Regions from separate parts of the Sus scrofa genome. Here region 1 is linked to region 2. Evidence: chromatin contacts called from public Hi-C data. All regions are on one chromosome and are shown on one strand. Each heading gives the region's core, a stretch centred on a gene start, on an enhancer-like site or on the middle of the called end of the contact. The rest is flanking DNA. Distances are from core to core; before and after follow the strand shown.

Region 1 (3,315 bases), core at 589-3,088, 180 kb before region 2:
CCCTGGAGCCAAAGGACCACCTCTCTGAGGACACCTGCACGAACAGCCACCTGCCCTTCATCCCCAGGGCCACTGCCCAGAGACAGCGGGGAGACCTCAAAACCTTCCTGGAGCAGATGGAGGAATCACCCTTTTCCTGGACCCAGAAGCTGGTGAGCAACTGCTGGCAGCCAGCCACCTGGAGCCCCTGCCTGGGCTGGGGGTGCTCAGTGGGGTGGCTGGGGCTCTGAGTGTGTGGTCGGCTAAGGGGTAGGCCCTCGGGCTGGGCTGCCTGGGTTCAGATCCCAGCTCCTCATTGCCAGTGGTGGGGGTCTCTTTGCCCGTCAGTTTTTACATCTGTAAAATGGGGCTGATTGAGGCCCTTACCCCCTGGAGCTGCAGTGTAGAACCCCCCCTGGGCCCAGGGAACCCCAGATCCTGACCAGAGGCCCCCCAAACCCCCAGCTGGTCCTCCTTCTGGCTCTAGGAGTCCTTCCTGCCCAGCTTGGTCTTGCACACGGTCCTGAAACGAGGCCGCCCGAAGGGGTACCAGCTCCTCCTGCCTTCGGCATCGTACCGCACTCGGAGGTGAATGGCCGCTGTGCCAAAGCCCAGGCATGGCCATGGGCGGGGGTGAGGAGAGGCCTTCCCTGACCCACAAATAAACGCACATCCCAGGTGGCTGGGACCTGCTGCCAGGTCTCCCCCTACAAGCCTGTCCAGGTGCTTGGTTTCTGATCTTCAGGGGTCCTGGACCCCAGGGGGAGGGAAGGGGCAGAGTCACAGCTGAGATGAAGCTGAGGGGTGGAGGCAAGGCGTCTTCAAGGGTCAGGCTTGTTCCAGTGAGCCCCTCTTCTGGGAGGTGGGAGACCCTGCCACCCACTTCATACCTGGGACCAAGCCTCTGTCACCCTGGATCAGCCCGAACCTGAAGCAGGCACCGACCTGGGCTGACTCCTCCACCCCAGCCACCATCTTTGACTAGAACCAAAGGCTGCTTGCTGACTACCCCGTGGGGTGAGGGCGTCCAGATTTTGACCCAAGGGACAAACATTTGTCTCACGTTCCCCAGGCCAGGTTCTCACCATCTGGTCTGGAGGGCAAGCATCTGGGTAGGCAAGTGCCAGATGTTTCTCTTCTAGGTGGGGCAGAGGATGGGGGGAGTGCTGTGAGGCGGGCAATGTCTAAGAGTCCTATCAGGAGGTGACCAAAGACAAGGAACTGCCTGGGGTTTATCTGACCGCTGCACGGACCCAGCAGTGCTGCCCCCATTCGCCTGTCTGCCGGGTTTGAACCTGCCACGCACCCGCATTCCAACTGCTGGGCAAAGCTTGAGCCACCACCCCCCCCCCCTTCTCAGCAGCTCTTTGGCTCCAACCCCTCGCCCAGCCCAGGATCGAGGTCTTTATCGCCACCTCCTGGGCAGTGAGGAAACAACCACGGAATCCACATCCAGACAAGGGCCTGAATAGGAAAGGGTGGGATTTGGGCTGGACGGGCCCCCGGGGATGTTAGGGCCAGAACAGGTTGTGGATGGAGGAGGCCTGTTTTGAAGGGGTTCCATGGCTCCAAAACATAAGGCTAAAGATCTACAAACCCTGGGGCAGTGCTACCACACCCCTTCACTAAAGACTGGAGTGGGATTTCAATCCCCTGACTTCCGCGATGCTCCCCGCCGCTCCCGCCCAGTATTTCTATTTCTTAGAGAGCCCGCGGGTACCAGAGGAGGCCTGATTCTACTGCATCTCCTCCCCGTGGCTTTGCACAGCGCCCCCCTCGCCCTCTCTGAGCCTCAGTTTCCCCTGCAGGGCCGCGGGGGACCCCAAGCCGGCCACCGGCTGCAGCGCCGCGCCGCGCCCACGCGGGGGCAGTGTTGGCCTGGCTTTGACGCCGCTCGGCGCGGCCGAAACTTCTCAGCCTCTTGCTAAAGGGTCGGAAACTTTTCCCCTCGCGCTGCGCCGGTGTCTCCCGTCCCGCGCCGCGCCGCCTCCTTCCACCTGCCCGAGGTCAAGGCCGGGCCTCGGGAGTTGGGGGGGAGGGGCTCCCCCGACCCCCAGATTCCCTTTCTCGCTTTTTGTTAAACCAAAAAACTGCTCAACTTGCAACAGAGCCGTCGGCCTCGGGCACTGGAAATTGAGGCCCGCGTGCGACGCGCAGGGGCGGCGGGGTGGGTTGGGTGCGTGGGGTGCCGAGTTCGGGTCCCTAAGATGGGACCTGCCGGGAGGGGTGGAGCTGGGCACTCGGCTGGCGGCCACATGGGGTTCCGCAGCCCGGCTTCTCGGGGACCCCTCCCCTCCCGCTCCCCCCACCGCCCCCCCAGCTTCATTTCTTCCTTCCCGCTCCCGGTTCTCCTCCCCTCTCTTCCCTACGCTCCCTCTTTCCCTCCTCGACAAACATGGATTCTGTGTCAAGAGGACCTTGAGCGGCAGCTTCGAGCCTCACCTCCCACCACTCCCAACAGAATCGGGGACACGAAGGGGCAGCCGCGGACCGCGCCTCGGAGACGCGCCCCGCGCGGGCGCGCGCACCCCCCGCCCCCCCACGACACACACACACACACACACACACACACACACACACGACACAGACATCAGAGAAACACGCAACACACATATATGAACACACGGCGTAAGGATGCTCCACAGACACACGCCCCACAAAGACATGTCCCCGGGTACCACCCCCCCCACACACAGCACTTAGAAACATCATATACTCACGGAGGACCCCCACGCACACCCTCCCACTGTTAGGGTCTCCTAGCGACCCCAGCCCCCACATTCCCAGGTCCACTTGCTAACTTCGAGGCCACATATGCAGCCCCCTCCCCCGCCCTCTGCAGACCTTTCCAACACGCCCCTGCTGCTCCTCTGCAGGCAGAGCTTGCACCTGAACGTGGGGTGACTAAGAAGGGGGGGGTGAGAGGAGTGCTGCAGGGAAGGGATGGACCCTCCCCGGGGTCCCTGGCAGGGTCCTTTTCTCTGGTACATTTCCACTCGGGGCTGGCAGGTGGCCAGTCCTTCCTGGGCTCCAGGGAGCAGCCTGGCTGGAAGGTGGGGGAAGCAGCCGTGGCTGGAGCTGGTGCCAACCTCAGATCCCCCTGAATCTCGGGGAGGGGGGAAAGGCAGGTGTACCCCCCCCACACACACACACTGGTCTCTGCCAGTTCCTGTCTGCCCTTCTCGCTCTGGGCAATAGCTCCCTTGCTATTGCACCCCGCACCCCTGCCCAGGGCTGTGGGTGGACTTGTGCCAAACCAGGGTGGGAGCAGGGTCTAGTTTTGGGGGTGGGGAGAGGGAGGAGTAACTCCCAACCCAGGGCAGAAGCAAGCAGTGG
Region 2 (3,303 bases), core at 219-2,718:
ATTTCCCCAAGGTCACACAGCTAGGGAGGAATGGAGTTCTCTGGCCCAGTGGAGACCAGAGCCTGTGCAAAGGCCCTGAGGTGGACCTTAGGCCCAGGGTGCATTAAAAGTGTTATAATGAGGCCAGCAGGCCAGGGCCAGAAGGGAAGAAGAAGAGATACTTCTTGGTCCCATCCGGGTCCCACTCTCTCAAGCAAAAGGCTCCAGCCTTCGCAGGATGTGGCTTCCTGCTCAGTGAAGCAAAGCTCCATCCATCCTGGCCTCGGGTTCCTGTTTGGAGGAGAGAGGGCCACAGAGAGGCCTCTGGTGTCAGGAGAAGCAGCAGCTTCAGGGGAGAATTGCAATTTTTTTTTTTAAGACATGGAAAGTGAGAGAGGTCGGTGATGGTGGAGGGGGAACGCCAGCACAGGGACCTAGCGATGAGGGCCGGCCTTGTCTCCTGTCTGCTCCACACCCCCCCCCCACGCCCCATCTCCTAGGGTAACGCGGGCTGGGGTGCCACTGGGGCCGAAGGAACCTCGGGCAGGGCTGAATTGGAGGCGGTCGAAACCAGCTCTTAGGCTCCTGCTGGGCACAGGACAGCTGGGCCACCTTGCGCCTGACGCCAGGCGGCGGGGCCCCGCACATCCCCGAGCGCCCTCTCCGCGGGCAGGGGGCGCATCCGCCGGGAGCCTGCGGGCACGCGCGCGCGCGGGCACACACCCTCCCCCAGCACACGCGCTCACGGAGCCGGCGGAGGAGCCGAAAGGAAGCAAGAAGTGAAAGTGAGCAACCTCTAGTGAAAGAAAAAGACATGCACAGACAGCTCGGGAATTTATGCCGGTGGCGGAGGCCTGGGCGCGCGCACGCGGCGCGTCCCCGGCAGCCGGGCTCGGGCTTGGCGGCCCTGGCAGAGGCATCGCCACCCGGGGCCGGGCCGTCCTACGGCTGGCGAGGCTCTGCAGCGACCCGGGCTTCCTCCTCCACCCCACCGCCTGCACGGACTGCCCTTCCGGGCGGCTCCCAGGAGCGCCAAGACCTGCAGTGGTCGTGGCGCAGGTGGCCTTGGCAAGAGCCGGTCTCCCGGAGAGGGACCCTCCCAAGTGACCGTCCAGGGGCACCAAGGGCCATTTGGCTGATGAGAACCGCTCCCAGGCAGCGGCCTTGGGGCCTCGGGAGCCCCCTCCCCCATCCTTCCCTTCCAGAACCCGCTTTTCCAGCTCGGCAGCAGCGTCAGGTTTCTGGCGTGTGGATTGTTTTCCACCCCTGGGGCTTGGGTGGGAAGAGCGAAGACAGGAAAGCGGTTGCCCACGTCGTGTGTTCTGCCGTTCCCGCACCGCCTCCTCCAGAGGCGCCCCGGGGACCCTCCTAGCTGAAACAAACACAGAAACCGGGCCGTCTTAACAAAAAAGGCGCAGATGCTGGGGCGCTTAGCAAGCCGGGCCTTTTGGACAAACATGAGGGAGAGGCCATGAACAGTACTGCTATTTGCTGGAGCTCTTGGTGAGCAGTAAATAGCAAGCAAGTCTCAAGACCCAGAGAAGGGCGTGGCTTCGTCCCAGTGCCGAGCAAACTGGTGGCAGAGTTGGAAGACCCATCTGCCGGATGAGGTCCCGGGGGGGGGGGGGGGGGGGGGGGGGGGGGTGTCCGGCAGAGTATCCCTCACTGAGCTGGGATGCAGAAAGAAAACACCCGTCCCAGGCCTCTCAGAGGAGCCAGAGAAATAAACAAGCAAAATACGGTGTGCTTAGAGCTGGGAAGAGGCGGGAGCCCGGGAGACATGCCAGGGGAGGCCAGAGAAGGTGCTCCCTGCAAAGGCAGGGCTGTGGGAGGACAGGGCAGGCGCAGTTGGCTGCGGACCCCAGGATCCCCACGTTCCCAGGCTCCGCAGACACCCAGGTTGCAGAGAGTCTGCGACACCACCAAAGTGGAGGTGAGGGTCCCACAGAAACATGAGACCGCTTTGCACTCTCCAAGGATGGAGAGACAGAGGTGGAGCGAGCAGCCCAAGGTCACCCTGCTGGCTAGACTTTGGGCTGGGCCCCAACAGCGCAGAGAAGGTGCTAAATAAATGGCTCGGGGAAGACTGGATCCCAGGAGCCACGCCCCTCCCTCCCTCTTTCCCTTCCTGAAAATCTTTGTTGAGTAGGTGATATTTATTTATTTATTTATCTATCTATCTATTTTAGGGCTGCACCCATGGCGGATGGAAGTTCCCAGGCTAGGGGTCGAATCCCAGGCTAGGGGTTGAATCAGCGCTGCAGCTGCTGGCCGACACCACAGCCACAGCAACATGGGATCTGAGCCACGTCTGTGACCTACACCACAGCTCATGGCAACGCCGGATCCCCCACCCACTGAGCGAGGCTAGGGATCAAACCCACTTCCTCATGGATACTAGTCAGATTTGTACCTGCTGCGCCATGGCAGGAATTCTGAGTACGTGATTATCAAGACACAAAAGTGTTAAGATAATTTTAGCTGTTGGTCAGGGGTGTAATAGAGAGTGACTCTGTGTGTGTGTGCACACGTGTGTACTGAGGAGAGGGCCTCTGAGCTGAAGGATGAGCAGGGGCCGGGGGAAGGTGATTTAAGGACCAAATACACGGGGCAGAGGGAATGGAAGTACACCAGGCAGAGGGAATGGCACATGCAAAGGCCCTGAGGCAGAAACATGCCTGGTGTGTTGGAAGAGCAGAAAGACAGCTACGTGGCTGGAGCAGAGGGGGCAGGGGGGTGCAGGCCACCGAGAGGAGTTGGGGTGTGATTTCAAGGACATACCTCACATGTGACGGGCGTGGAGCTGCTGGAAAGGCTGTGGTGGGAGAACCCACCCCCTGACCGCAGTGGGCCGGGGAGACCGATCCAGAAGGAGCACATCTGCTCCTCACTGCCCTGGCTCCTTCCGCTGCAGCATCTTTCTGGGAGCCCATGGCCCGGGAGGGAGGGCGCTGCTTTGGCTTACCTTCGCCTTGGTGGTGACGCCTAAACCGTGCGTCCTCTGGGTCACGCTGGTCTGCTGCCACCCGAGGAACGTCTCGCCATCGTCACCATCGGAAGCATCGTAGTGCATCTGTCCCGCACAGGTCCCGGGCCAAGCCTGTGATGTGTGGCTGTGCGCTCGGTCCCCACTGAAGATGCGGCAAAGAGGCCACGGCATCCAGCCAAGGTTGATGCTTAATGTGCCCTGAGTCCGCTTCAAGGCCCAGGGAACGTCAGAGCTGAAGCCCAGCTAGAGCCAGAGTCTTTGCTGGGAGTGGGAGAGGTGGGGGCTGGCACTGGATGCCGAGAAAAGCAAAAAGCAGAAGGTAGGCTGCAGGTCAC

The links. A called contact is a pair of places that touch in the nucleus more often than the background predicts.
Region 1: a contact with region 2 is called in a Hi-C map of retroperitoneal adipose tissue, with 2.4 times the contacts expected there. The contact joins two enhancer-like sites. A contact is called at or near these places in 5 of 47 Hi-C or Micro-C datasets (brain, embryonic fibroblasts, epiblast stem cells and 2 more).

The regions. Positions count from the first base shown.
Region 1 is chr1:269,806,319-269,809,633 of Sscrofa11.1, reverse strand. It overlaps C1H9orf50, which reads left to right. Exons shown (of 13, transcript XM_021085475.1): 12 at 1-152; 13 at 467-689. The coding sequence ends at 571. Among named protein-coding and RNA genes, the nearest start is that of NTMT1, 12 kb to the left of the region's middle. Within about 2 kb of position 1,838, at least 39 of the 83 cell types and tissues checked have an H3K27ac peak or open chromatin away from gene starts, as enhancers often do. A contact at or near this core is called in retroperitoneal adipose tissue and subcutaneous adipose tissue, where this site is marked.
Region 2 is chr1:269,624,451-269,627,753 of Sscrofa11.1, reverse strand. No RefSeq gene overlaps it. Among named protein-coding and RNA genes, the nearest start is that of IER5L, 170 kb to the right of the region's middle. Within about 2 kb of position 1,468, at least 48 of the 83 cell types and tissues checked have an H3K27ac peak or open chromatin away from gene starts, as enhancers often do. A contact at or near this core is called in retroperitoneal adipose tissue and subcutaneous adipose tissue, where this site is marked.